2 separate regions of the Pan troglodytes genome follow, and region 1 is linked to region 2. Evidence: chromatin contacts called from public HiChIP or PLAC-seq data. All regions are on one chromosome and are shown on one strand. Each heading gives the region's core, a stretch centred on a gene start, on an enhancer-like site or on the middle of the called end of the contact. The rest is flanking DNA. Distances are from core to core; before and after follow the strand shown.

Region 1 (7,330 bases), core at 1,653-4,152, 150 kb before region 2:
AAGAGTACAGTGGGCTGGGTGCAGTGGTTCACGCCTGTAATCCCAGCACTTTGGTTGGCCGAGGTGGGCAGATCGTCTGAGCTCAGGAGTTCGAGATCACCCTGGGCAACATGGTGAAACCCCGTCTCTACTAAAATACAAAAAATTAGCCGAGTGTGGCGGCGCGTTCCTGTAGTCCCAGCTACTCGGGAGGCTGAGGCACAAGAATCGCTTGAGCCCTGGAGGCGAAGGTTGCAGTGAGCCAAGATCACGCCATTGCACTCTAGCTTGGGCTACAAAGTGAGACTCCGTCTCAAAAAAATAAAAATAAAAATAAAAATAATACAGTGAAAACATTGGATTTAGAAGGAGGACCTGAAATTTGAGAATTTAAAAAAGGAAAGATGGCACTCCAGGATGAAGGACATGAGCAAAGACACATCAGAGTGTAAACATCTCTTCCACAGAATGAGTCCAGGATGATGACGATTCTGGAATAGCAAAAGCATAAAATTTGTTAACATATGAGGATAGATAGTAGCATATACTTATTGTAGAGACCCTTGAGCTAACCGAGGGAAGTTACACTTCATTCTGGGAAGAAAGAAAAGTCCCTGAAAATATTAAAGGTAGGCGTGAAAGACACAACGTTTTGCTTCCTCTTAAAATATATCTGTACCAGCCGGGCGCGGTGGCTCACGCCTGTAATCCCAGCACTCTGGGAGGCCAAGGCGGGCGGATCACGAGGTCAGAAGTTCAAGACCAGCCTGGCCAATATGGTGAAACCCCGTCTCTACTAAAAATACAAAAATTAGCCGGGTGTGGTGGCGTGCGCCTGTAATCCCAGCTACTCAGGAGGCTGAGGCAGGAGAATCGCTTGAACCTGGGAGACGGAGGTTGCAGTGAGCCAAGATTGTGCCATTGCACTCCAGCCTGGGCAACAGAGCAAGACCCCGTCTCAAAAAAAAAAAAAAAAGTATCTGTACCTATGAAAAAGGAGAAGCATAAAAAGAAAAAAAAAGTCTCAAAACTGATGTATAACGATCTTTTTTATTTTATTTTAGCAACAGGGTCTCGCTCTGTCACACAGGCTGGAGTGCAGCGGCGCGATCCTAGCTCACTGCAACCCTCGAACTCTCAGTTTGAGGCTGAAGCTCAAACGTTCCCCCCGCCTCAGCCTCCCAAGTGGGCGCGCGACTAGAGGCGCCACCAATTCCCGGTTGACACGATGTTTTACAATTTTTTTTAAGATAATTATTGTTGTTTGCAAACTCGTGACAGCTTGGTAGTATGTTACTGAAGGATCAGGATCCAAAAATCACAGTACAGAGACAACGTAGACTTCCCATAGCGCTTGGCACACTTAAGACATCCCTTCAAGTATTAACCTTAACTGGGCTTGTCATCCCAGGTCAAATCCTCCGAAATAAGTAAACCACTCTAATTTCTTCTCTCCTAAGAGACTCTATCAGTGAAAGCTCACAAAAAAACAGTTTAAAAAAAAAAGGGGGGTCTCGCCATGTTGCTCAGGCTGGTCTCAAACTCCTGGGCTCAAGCGATCCTCCCGCCTCAGCCTCTCAAAGTGCTGGGATTACAGACAGGAGCCACTGCGCCCAGCCAAAGACAGTTCTTAAAATCTACAGGTTCTTTAGGATATTCTGAGAATAAATATCGTTTAGGATTTCCCCAAAGGATTTACGTTTTGTTCTATGAAGAACCCAGTTCTTCCAAAAATTTCTACAACTGACGATTTGGAAATAAAAGTAACGCTCATCTCATAAAACTTTGCACACAGATAGTATGAACCTCGTAAGCTTTGAGAACAAAATTTCCCCATCTCTCAAAACAAAACACCCAAACCAAAACAGTCAACCAGTGGCAAAAGAAACCGTCCTCAGTTTCCCAGGTGGGAAAAAGGAAGGCAAAGCACCCCAAGATGTGCTTTTATTTTAAATCTCCTTGATCTGACCAATTGGGTGAGCTGGAACCTCACGGCTGAGCCCCGAGTCCAACTTCTTCCCCGCCAGGACTACTCACTGTGGCCAGGCCCAAGCGCATGTGGAACACACGCCAACACAGGACAGGCTCAGCACGCCGGCCACTTCCCTCGGGGAAAGGCCCGCCAACGAGTCCATCGCGTGGGAGAACAGTGGGAAAGGGTCGCGGCCCCGGTCGTCCGTAAAGGGACCCGACTGCCGGCGCAGGACGCGAACCACCAGCGCCGCTCCGCCGCCATGTGCCACCGCTCCTCCGGTCCGAGATTATGTAACGAAGCCCGGCGCCCGCGAGCCTGCCGTACCCGCCACCGCCAGCGCTCGCCCCCTGGAGCCCCATCCGTTGGCCCCGCGCACGCCCGGCCTAGGCCCGGCGCTCGCGGGGCAGAAGCCCCGCCGCCGCCGCCGCCGCCGCCGCCGCGGGTCCAGGCCGCGCGACCCGCCCTCCGCCGCGCGGGCCCAACCCCCTCCCTCCCTTCCCCCTACCTGAACAGGGCGGGTGAGCGCCGCGGGCCGAGTCCACCGGGTCGCCAGGCCAGGCGCGAGCTCCTCCCGTGCGGGTCCGTCACAGCATCTCCCGGGAGACGTGGCCGCCACGGGCCGGGCTCACACCCCTCCGCCCGGCTGAAGCCGCTCCTCTGCGCTCCGGCCGCCGCCTGCGACCTCCCTGGCCCTCAGAGCCACACGCCCCCGAGAGTGCCTTCGCGGGCTGTAGGCCTGCAGGCCGCTCAGCGGCTAAAACGCAGTCGCTGCTCCCGCCGCGCTTCTGGGTCCTTCCCCTTGCAACGCTGCCTGCTCGCCTCGGACAGCGCCGGCCCCGCTCTGCGCATTACCCTGCACCGACAAAACCGAGTTCCACACGCCCCGGAAGGGAGGGAGCAGAGGAAAGGGCGGAGAGGGAGGGGAGAACCGGCGGGAGATCGCGGCTGCAGGGACCAGAGTTCTCGCGATGGTTCCGCGCTGTAGCGCCGGCTCCGCGGGAATTTTGAAACTCTCGGTGAAAGAAGGAGGTGGGAGGGAAAGGGAGGAAAGAGAAGCAGGGCCTGGAAGGGCGGATCATTTACAAAAAATCGGGTCTCTCCGCCTCCGAGGAGCTGGTGGGGAGAAAGACTACGAGTCCCACAGTGCCTTGCGCGTGAAGCCGCCCTGGCGGCCCCGGCGGCGCGCCCCGTGCGCAGTTGGGAGTGGTAGTCTTCGCTGGGGGTCGCGCCGGGCTCTGCCAGCCGCCTGCTGCGATTGCAGGCGGACTCTCTTGTCACGTAATCGTGTGGCCCTGCCAGCTGGGGGCCGAGTGATAATCTTTCTCCCATAATTGGCAGCTTGCATTCTGTATTTTCTGTTCTGTGCTCCCACTTTTCTTTTTTTTTCTTTTTTTTGGAGACGGAGTCTTGCTCTGTTGCCCAGGCTGGAGTGCAGTGGCACGATCTTGGCTCACTACAACCTGTGCTCCCGCTTTTCATGCCAAAGGTGGGCTTCCAGACTTCTGGGGAAACGCTTTTTCCACCGTGCTGTTTTTTCTAGCATCCTCCTGTGCTTTCATGGCCAAAAATGCTCGCGCAGCCTAGCCTAATCTTTTTAGTCAAAATTTTACCCCAAATCACTGTTATCTTTTTGGTCACCGCGGGTTTTCATTGTGGAATTTCTTATTTCTTGTTAGTATCTTCCTTTAAAGCAAATCCCAGCGCCAAACATGTTTCAAACAGATAGGGAACGTATCCTTAATACTAAGTAGTAAGTAAAAGGATTATAACATGAGGTAGAGTAGGGATTTTAAGAAGATGCTCTTTTATCAGGAAAGTTTCTACTTTTCTGTTACCTTTCATATGTGCTTTTTAATTTTTTTTATTTTTGAGACAGTGTCTCGCTCTGTCGCCCAGGCTGGAGTGCAGTGGTGTAATCAAGGCTCACAGCAGCCTCGAACTCGTGGGCTCAAATGATCCTCCTACCTCAGCCCTCCAAGTAGCTGGGACTATGGGCATGGACCACCATGCGCCACTACGTCCCATTAATTTTTTTATTTTATTTTATTTATTTATTTATTTATTTATTTGAGACGGAGTCTCGCTCTGTCACCAGGCTGGAGTGCAGTGGCACAATCTCGGCTCACTGCAACCTCTGCCTCCCAGGTTCAAGAGGTTCTCCTGTCTCAGCCTCCAGAGTAGCTAGGACTACAGGTGTGCGCCACCATGCCCAGCTGATTTTTGTATTTTTAGTAGAGACAGGGTTTCACCATGTTGGCCAGGATGGTCTTGAACTCTTGACCTCGTGATCCACCTGCCTCAGCCTCCCAAAGTGCTGGGATTATAGGCGTGAGCCACCGCGCCCGGCCTTATTTTTTATTTTTTGTAGAGACTGTCTCACTGTGTTACCCAAGCTGGTCTCTACTCCTGGGCTCAAGAGATCCTCCTGCCTCAGCCTCTCAACGTGCTGGGATTACAGACATGAGCCACCATGCCCAGCGTATTTTTATTTTTGTAGAGACTGTGTCTTGCTGTGTTGCTCAGACTGGAGTGCATGGCTATTCGCAGGCACTATGGCCTCATCAGTGCCACTGCTGCCTCCAACTTCTAGGCTCAAGCTATCCTCCCACCTCAGCTTCCCGAGCAGCTGGGACTACAGGCATGGATATCATGCCTGGCCCATATTCTTTCAGAGATAATGCTGCCTTTTGGAAATGTAATTTTCTTTTTTCTGTAATTTTTGTTTCTTTAGTAACAGCAACCTCCATACATATCATGTTTGTTTGCACAAGGTATTGGACCAAGTTGTGATAGAAACAGTTAAAAAGAGTACTGCTTTTGCAGTAGGAGGTTTGGGGTTCGTTGTCTTAATTATTTTAAAGAGATCTCTTCAAACAGAAACCACCCTCTGTTGGATGTGCTGATTTATGTCACATGCTCCATATTCTACACTTTCTTTGGCACTGTTTTATGCCCAGTTCATGAGTACTGTACCTCTCGATAGTCAGAAGACATGAATTATCAACTCAGGTGTGCTGCTAGTGAGCTGTGTGACATTAGGAAAATCAAGTGACCTCTCTGGGCTTCAGTTATCAGATGTGTAGAGCAAGGGATTGACTGATTCATTAGACAGATATTTATTAACTTTGCTCTAAGAGCCCTTCCAGTTGTGAAATTCAAAAATCTATTTTAATTGCACATATTATCCAGATTGACTGTCTACATAGTCTTTCAGATTTTAATCCTTTCCATCATTATCAACAGAATGATTTCTGTATCATTGTCTATATTTTTACTATTTACTTATTTTGAGACAGGGTCTTGCTCTGTTACCCAGGCTGGAGTGCAGTGGCACAATCTCGGGTCACTGTAGCCTTGACCTCCTGGGCTCAAGCAGTCCTACCTCAGCCTCCCAAATAGCTGGGACTACAGGTGCATACCACCACTCCTAGCTAATTTTTGCATTTTTTGTAGAGACAGGGTTTCATCATGTTACCCAGGCTGGTCTCAAACTCATGGGCTCAAGTGATCTGCTGGACTCAGCCTTCCAAAGTGCTGGAATTACAGACGTGAGCCACTGGCCTGGCCTGTGTAATTGTCCATAATCTAGACCAACTCTACCTGTCGTATTTTATTTCCCTATATAGTTCCTGAGAGCTTTGTTTTGTTTTGTTTTGTTTTTTAACTCTCCAAACCTGTTTTCTCTTTCAGTGTCTCCCAGCCTCTTCTCTCCCTGAGTAAATCTTAACATCCCTCAGGGGCCAGCTCAAGCCTCTTTCCTCTTCCCAATCTTTTCTTCAGCTTCAGCCCACGTGAATCACTAAAAACTTGAGCGAAATATGCTGTCTGAATTGTTTCATGTCTGTTTCCCTTTTTGCCTCTGACTCTCTCCATCCACCCACCATCTCCATCTCCCAGCTGCACTGGGAGCACAGACTGTATCTTTTTAAAATGCTTCCCCCATAACTGCTAGTTTTTTATTTTAGTTGCTTTGCAAACTGAATTTCCAATTTAAAGCTCTCATTCAATCCTTTTTCTTCTTTCTTTCAGTCATTTAACTAAGAAAATACCAGATTATTTTAATTGGTTTCAAGAGATGTTAATAAGTGTTAAATGAAGAAAAATCTAGATTTGGTAATCAAATGAGTTTGGGGGAAAAGCTGATTAAATAAAAATAAAAATGTATTTTCTGTAAGACTTCACTGGCTTTAATATGCTTGGCATTCCCCAGAGTTGCTTGACCATGGCATCCATTTGCACTTGTGTAACATCTTGCCTTATTAGTGCTTCACAGAATAGACTCTGGTAAACACGGCTTCAAAGCTTTCTCTCACTGGAAGAAGCATGGTGTGGTGAAAATAATGAAATCATTTGGAGCCAGACAAACTTGGGTTTTAACGCGTTTCACTACTTTCTAGCAACATGACTTTTATTAAATTACTTCACTCTCTGAGCCTATTTTCTCAGCCAAGAAGAAAAGATAATGTCACTTTCTTTGCAGAACTGTTGTAAAGATGAAAGGGAAGTACATGCCTTCCTTAGAACCTCATTCCGTTTTCACCTATATGGTCCTAAGTTATGTTGGTAAAAGGCCTAGAAATGGATAATAACTGGTACAAATCCTCACGCTTCCATCTGGAATATTTGATTCAAGAGACAATATTTTTAAAATATTTATTTATTGATTGATTTTTGAGACGGAGTCTCACGCTATCACCCAGGCTGGAGTGCAGTGCAGTGGCATGATCTCAGCTCGCTGCAGCCTCCGACTCCCGGGTTCAAGCGATTCTCCTGCTTTAGCCTCCCATTGGGATTACAGGCCTGTGCCACCACTCCTGGCTAATTTTTGTATTTCTAGTAGAGATGGGGTTTCACCATGTTGCCCAGGCTGGTCTTGAACTACCGACCTCAAGTGATCCACCTGCCTTGGGCTCCCAAAGTGCTGGGATTACAGCATGAGCCACTGCACCCGGCCAAGAGGCAATATTTTAATACCATTCCAGCATCCTGGGAGTGACTAGTGGCCATCTGATTTCAGGGAATTCAGGACTTCATTGAAGCGTTCTGAGTTAGATCTCCAATTGTTCTGCAAAGTAACAGGGAAAGCCTTATTACTTTAACAACAACAAAAATGGAGCTTATCTGTCTCGAACAGAGAAAATTGTCTTTGTCCTGACAGGTACATGTTCATCATTTTCGTGCAGATGATTGGTTATAGCAAGCAGTGCCCACCCTTGATTTCTCCAATTGACAATAAACTAGGTGAATGAACAATGATATTTTTCCTGTTCCCCACTCTATGTCCAGTGATGGCACAATGGCCAGAGCGTAAATACTAAAATCATTGTCTAGTGACTGAGCAAATAATAATTCATCATTCAAAGCAAAATATGCAAA
Region 2 (7,345 bases), core at 2,075-4,574:
CTTTCCCCTGCTGTTCTGGTGACAGCAAATACGTTTCATGAGATCTGATGGTTTTAAAAACTGGAGTTTCCCTGCACAAGCTCTCTCTCTCTCTGCCTGCAGCCATCCACGTAAGACGTGACTTGCTCCTTGTTGCCTTCCGCATGATTGTCAGGCTTCCCCAGCCATGTGGAAATATAAGTCCTTTAAATCTCTTTCTCTTATAAATTGCCCAGCCTCAGGTATGTCTTTATCAGCAGCATGAAAACAAACTAATACACATTCCCAAAGCAAAGTCCTAGAATTCCATTTGAAATCTCCCTCAAAAAAGAACAGACTTGAGAAACTTACTACACTCACTCTGGGGAAGAAAAAGGTTAACAAGAATTTTTAACAAATGGAATATGAATAGATTTTTGCCCCCCTGAAATCCACCTCTTTCTTGTCTCTTTGGAAATTTTTTTTTAATCTTTCAAGCTCTATGAATAAAACATATTTTAAAATTAATGAAAAACTGAAACTGAACTAAGTGAATAAATCTTTTCAAGGCAATAAACTCAGGGAGGGGTCATGCTGACAGAACACAGACATCTCTGGGTCAAGAGTCAGGTCAGGTCACTGCATCACTTTGGAGATCCTCACAGGCCCATTCTCCTCACAGAAATACTCAATGACCACCCTCCCAAGAGACACTGTACTGTGCCCCACTGTGTGCTTGAATTTTTTTTTTTTTTTGGGACGCAGTCTTGCTCTGTCGCCCAGGCTGGAGTGCAGTGGCGTGATCTCGGCTCACTGCAAGCTCTGCCTCCTGGGTTCACGCCATTCTCCTGCCTCAGCCTCCTGAGTAGCTGGGACTACAGGCGCCCGCCACCATGCCCGGCTAATTTTTTGTATTTTTAGTAGAGATGGGGTTTCATCGCGTTAGCCAGGATGATCTCAATCTCCTGACCTCGTGATCCGCCCGCCTCTGCCTCCCAAAGTGCTGGGATTACAGGCGTGAGCCACCACACCTGGCCTGTGTGCCTGAATTTCTAAGCCCCTTTCTGCCTAAACTTTAACAAGCTTGCAGCTCTTATACCTGGTGTTTTTCCCCATTGCAATATTTTAGAATAAACTCTCTCTCTCTCTTTTTTTTTTCTTTTTGAGACTGAGTCTCCCTCAGTCACCCAGGCTGGAGTGCAGTGGCACCATCTCAGCTCACTGCAACCTCCACCTCCTGGCCTCAAGTGATTCTCCTGCCTCAGCCTCCTGAGTAGCTGGGATTACAGGCATGCACCACCAGACTGGGCTAATTTTTGTATTTTTAGTAGAGACAGTGTTTTGCCATACTGGCAAGGCTGGTCTCAAACTCCTGACCTCAAGTGATCTGCCCCCCTTGGCCTCCCAAAATGCTGGGATTACAGGCGTGGGCCACCACGCCCAGCCAACTCTCTTCTTACATAATTCTGATGATGGTGCTTTTCTGGTTCTTGCACCACCTCGCTGGGGTGGGTATTCCTTGTCCTTTGAGATAGTTTTTCTCCTTTCCCAAGTCCGAGAAAATCCAGAGCGCAGGAATCATTTCTAGATTTTTCCCTTAATACCAGCATCTGACTGGCTGCCACCAACGTGTCTCCAAGGAATGATGAAAACTGGGGTTGGAGGAAGAAAATCCCAATGCACCAGGGATTTGTTTTTTAAACGAAGAGTATACTAGGAGACGTCTCTCAACTCCAGGGCACCCAGATGCTGCCTGGAGAGGCTCTACTCCCATATTTTAAACTGTCCTCTGTGAGGAGATGACCCAGGAGAAGGTATTCATTAGACACTCCAAGAGATCTGGCTGCTAAACAGAGGACCGAGAAAAGATATGAGGGTGGCTGAGGACATATCACCCTCCAAAGTTTCCAAAAGGGAACTTCACCCCAAAGATACTCTGGTAAGATGTGCACACTCAAAAAAGATAAAATTAGGAGATGCACAAAGACTTTTTTTTTCTACAATTAACTGTCAGGTGATTATTTTCTGCTTTCCACTCATGAGTAACGTTCAGAAATATTTTAAGAGTGAAAACAAATATTTTCAGAATGACTCACTACTCTAAAAAAAATAACACACTTCAGCTGTATGAAATGTACAATAAAAGACAAATACTTGATAATGTTGCATTTGAATATAGGAAAAGAATTGGAAATTTAGGGTTTTACTACAAGCCCCAGAAGAGTTAGGCTGTGGGAACAGGGTCGTTGATGTGAGATCCTGTTGCCATACACTTAGAAATGTGGAGTGTTATGTGAAAATAATTAAACACAGGCACTAGGGAGACTGAGGTGGGGGGATCGCTTGAGCCCGAGTCCAAGACTCCATCATACACATGTACATACACACATGAATGAATAAACAACCAACCAAAACGTAACTCATGCTTGTCTTGTAAATTAATAACTTAAAGGGAAACAAAACAGCCTTAAACAACCACGAACCCACCAATTAACCTCTGGTTACATAACCAGGAGATATCTGGCTGCACAGTCTATATGGGGTGACTACATAACTGTACACGATCAATTATTTAATTGGGTTTGCTTCCTCGGGTTCCTTACAAAAAACCCTTTCCTTCCCCAAACCACAAACCACGCTGGTGGCTTCCTAACTCACGACTCTCTGCTCAAATAAACTCCTTAATATTTTAACGGCGCCTCAGTTTTCTTTCTAACAGGAGAAAGGAGGATTTGGAGACTTCACAGACCACAGCTCCTCCCACGCAGGAACCCCGAACCCCAAGTCGGGACTCTCCCCTGAGGACCCTCCCGTCGGCACCGCACGATCCGAGGGAGATGCGGGTCTGCAGGGGCAGAGCTGCCCAGAAAGGGTTCCGGGCCTGGCCGAAGCGGCGGGGCAGGGACAAGCCAGGCGGCCCGGGGTCTGGCTGCGGGTCCAGCCCCGCATCCTGTGCCACTAAGGCCGCGAGGCGCCGGCGGAAACTCGGGTCGGCACCGCGCGGAGGTCCGGGTTCGCCACAACCGCTTCCTGCGGGTTCCCTTTCCCCTTCCCGAGATACCTGGCCGGCACACTCACCATTTCCCAGTCTCCGGTGTCTGGGGTCCTCCCTAAGGACCTTCCGGGACCTGCAGGTCCCAGAGCAACAGAAGCTGCCGCGGGACCACTTGGACCTCCCAGGGATAAGGGGAAGGAGCAGCGGAGACGCACCGAGCTCGCCACATTCGCGCTGCCCAACACAAAAGCCCCGCCACGGCCCGGAAGCTGCTCCCTCCTTTCGCGGCGCGCTTGAGAGTACAGTCCCCTTCCCAGCGCCCGATTGGACAGGGCCTTAGGCCCCGCCCCTTCAGTCCTGAGTGACGGGAGATGCAATCAGACACGGCGCTGAGTGAGGCCAGGTTCTTTCCTTGCAGTCCTTTTCTAAGGCATGGATTCTGCCCTGTGCTGAGACCTGGCGCCCCCTGGGGGACTTTCCCATTCAAGCTTATACACAAGATTATGTCCATTTATGAGTAATATTTGTGATATTTACAATTGGAAACACTATGATGACAATTATTCTAAAATTTCAGATTTCACAACCTTCCTGGCCTCTGGTCTTTGGAGGAGGCAGCCTGAATTTTTTTTTTTTTCTTGCTTCTAGTGGGATTAGAGGCAGCTTGAATTTTGAAAAGACAATGTCCTCTCAGGTAGCAACGCCCCATAGAAATAAAATGTGAGCCGCGTGTGTTCTAGTAGCAATAGAAAAGAAAACAACACGTGAAATTGATTACAATGATTTATTTAACCAAATATAGCCAAAAATATTGTTTCAATATATGATCGATGTTAAGCTCGCGCCTAATTGAAGAGACTACCCAAACAGGTTAAGTGTGAGCAACAAGGCTAGTTTATTCACTCGGGTGCGAGCGGGCTGAGTCCGAAAAGAGGGTCAGCGGAGGGTCGTGGGATTGGAGTTAGTTTTATAGGTGAGGGGTAAGCAGTGGAAAGTTACAGTCAGGGGCCGTTTATTACCGGGAGGGGAAGAATGTCACAAAGTACATTGTCACAAGAGGGAGGGGTCACAGTGTCACTAGGCTGATTGATCAGTTAGGGTAGTGCACGTCACAACGGTAAAATGCTGCAAGGTTGGCTAATCAGTTACGACAGAAACTAGCCGTTTTTCTTCCTTTGTGGTTTTCCTGTTGTCCCGGACTTTCTGGCTCCAGGAGACCTTCTGGGTGTACACGTGTGGGTCACAGGGATCACAATGGCTTGACCATGGCGCAGCCTGCTCAGACGGCCTTACAATCGATATAATATTATTAATGAAGTATTTGGGTGGGTGCTAAATCCTTCAAAATCACTCTATATATTAAGCTTCCAGCATGTTTCAATTCAGACTGCACATTTGGATACACGTGTCTGGTTTTACCACTTAATTTTAAGGTTGTTCGATGGGTCCGGGAATGTCTGCCCGTTCCTTTCATGTAACTGTTCATTATTTATTGATTACTATTTCTTAATTTCACTTATCTCAGTGAGAGTTGCCAAATAGTGGTTTTCTAATTATTTTCTCTACAGGTATTAGTTCTCATTCTTCTATTAAAAATTGCGTTTTCTCATGAACTCTCTCCATTACATTAAAAACTAGCCTATTAGGAAAGGAAGAATAAAAGCTTGATTCTCCCTTTAATCAATTGTCATAATAATGACGGCGTGGCCTCAGCAAACAAAAAAAAGTGAGTGATTTTTTTCTAACCTTATTTTTTGTGTATTTAATGAGATTCCATACACTGCAGTCTGTATCTATTTTTTGAGCTCAAATTATACCTTTTTTTTTTTTTTTTTTTTTTTGAGACCGAGTCTCACTCTGTTGCCCAGGCTGGAGTGCAGTGTGGCATGATCTCGGCTCACTGCAACCTCTGCCCCCCGGATTCAAGCGATTCTCGTGCCTCAGCCTCCTGAGCAGCTGGGACTACAGGCACCCGCCACCTCTCCCGGCTAATTTTTTGTATTTTTAGTAGAGACGGGGTTTCACTGTGTTAGCCAGTATGGTCTCGATCTCCTGACCTCGTGATCCGCCCGCCTCGGCCTCCCAAAGTGCTGGGATTACAGGCGTGAGCCACCGCGCCCGGCCGCACCCTTTTTTGTTAAAGGCATGTTAGGTAGGTAAGTATTCACTTCTTGCTTACGTGACAATTTTTGCCAGGTCCATTAGTATTTATTTCATTATTTTTGGCTCTACTCAAGCTGTGGAAATTTTGCTCTCATCTTCGTAAATTATCTCTTTTTTTTCTCTTATTTTTAATGTTTTCCTTCTCTTTGGTGTTATGCACCTTGACTATTATTTAAGTAATTTTTTTGACACATTGCATTTCTGAATTCAAGGATTTATGTCTGATGTTCAATTTTAAAAACTTATAAATCACCGACTCTTTGAGTACTTACTTGAATTATTTTAATATAGTCTAGAAAAACAATTAGATTTGTTTTATTCTCTCTCATTTCACTTCTATGTTTAATTATATTTGTATTTTATATTTTTTCTCCTTCTACTATATTTATTTTGCTCAATATACCAGTTAAGTAATGTTCTCATCAGCTCAGAATAACTTAACATTTAACCCATATGTTGTATATTAAGCATATTAATTACATTTTCAATTATTTACTTCATATTTAGCTCTTTTCCAAATATGGCTTGTCAAGCGGAGAGTTTCTTGTTCTTTGCACACTATTATATTTTTTCTATTTCCCTCATTGTATTGAAAAACATTTTAAATGTAAGTTCTATAACTGTAACATAAGTTGTAATTCGGATCTCCCTTACGGGCGCAATCACTTTTGAAATGTCTGCCGTCAGCTTATGTGTTTTTCCATTTGCTTTATGGCAATGGGAAATCTACATGGATGTGGTATATGTGTGATCACCAATATATAAAAGAAACGCTTCCTTTTTTTTTTGCATTTTTTAATTATACTTTAAGTTCTGGGGTACATGTGCAGAACATGCAGTTTTGTTACATAGGTATACACGTGCCATGGTGGTTTGCTGCACCCATCAACCCATCATCTACATTAGGTATTTATTTCTCCTGATGCTATCCCTCCCCTAGCCCCCATCCCCCAACAGGCTCTGGTATGTAATGTTCCCCTCCCTGCATCCATGTGTTCTCACTGTTCAACTCCCACCTATGAGTGAGTTGAACCAAGTGGTCCTTGGTTTTCTGTTCTTGTGATAGTTTGCTGAGAATGATGGTTTCCAGCTTCATCCATGTCCCTGCAAAGGACACGAACTCATCTTTTTTATGGTTGCATAGTATTCCTTGGTGCATATGTACCACATTTTCTTTATCCACTCTATCATTGATGGGCATTTGGGTTGGTTCCAAGTCTAACATTACAACAGAATACTACTCAGCGATACCAAGGAACAAAAACAACTGAAGAGCATGCCCTAGATGAGCCTCATGAATGTGCTGAGTGAGACAGCTGGACATAATATCTTTTGTATGATTACAGGCAAAGTAAACCTATAGTAAGAAAAAAGAAAAATAAAAAAATCAGGACAGAGACAGTCCTGTGAAGAATATCAGTGTTAGTTTAATGGGAATAGCATTGAATCCAAAAATTGCTTTGGGCAGTGTGGCCATTTTAATGATATTGATTCTTCTTATCCATGAGCATGGAATGTTTTTCCATTTGTTTGTGTCATCTCTGGTTTCTTTAGCAGGGGTTTGTAGTTCTCCTTGTGCAGATCTTTCACCTCCCTAGTAAGCTGTATTCCTAGGTGTTTTATTCTTTTTGTGGCAATTGTGAATGGGAGTTCATTTATGATTTTGCTCTGTTTGACTGTTGTTGATGTATAGAAATGCTAGACATTTTTGCCATTGATTTTGTATCCTGAGACTTTGCTGAAGTTGCTTATCAGCTTAAGAAGATTTTGGGCTGAGACCATGGGGTTTTTCTAGATACTGGATCATGTTATCTGCAAACAGGGATCATATGACTTCTTCTCTTCCTATTTGAATGCCCTTTATTTCTCTCACTTGCCTGATTGCCCTGACCAGAACTTCCAATATCTATGTTAAATAGGAGTGGTGAAAGAGAGCATCCTTGTCTTGTGCCAATTTTAAAGGGGAATGCTTCCAACTTTTGTTCATTCAGTATGATGTTTTCTGTGGGTTTGTCATATATGGCTCTTATTATTTTGAGGTATGTTCCTTCAATACCTAATTTATTGAGAGTTCTTAGCATGAAGCGATGTTGAATTTTATCAAAAGCCTTTTCTGCATCTATTGAGATGATGATGTGGTTTTTTTCTGTAGTTCTGTTTATGCAATGAATCACATTAATTGACTTGTATATGTTGAAACAAACTTGCATGCTAGCGATGAAGCCTATT

Evidence for each region. HiChIP or PLAC-seq counts read pairs in DNA pulled down with a chosen protein or histone mark.
Region 1: an H3K4me3 HiChIP or PLAC-seq map of stem cell-derived excitatory neurons shows a contact between it and region 2, with 3 times the contacts expected there. The contact joins the promoter of AHCTF1 here to the promoter of ZNF670 in region 2. A contact is called at or near these places in 1 of 7 Hi-C or Micro-C datasets (stem cell-derived neural progenitor cells) and 1 of 1 datasets of contacts at active chromatin or transcription factors (stem cell-derived excitatory neurons).

What each region holds. Positions count from the first base shown.
Region 1 is chr1:2,179,115-2,186,444 of NHGRI_mPanTro3-v2.0_pri, reverse strand. AHCTF1 (AT-hook containing transcription factor 1) reads right to left here and starts at 2,902. Exons shown (of 36, transcript XM_024353009.3): 1 at 2,460-2,902.
Region 2 is chr1:2,027,600-2,034,944 of NHGRI_mPanTro3-v2.0_pri, reverse strand. It overlaps ZNF670 (zinc finger protein 670), which reads right to left and starts at 3,324. Exons shown (of 4, transcript XM_009441815.5): 1 at 3,037-3,324. The coding sequence starts at 3,039.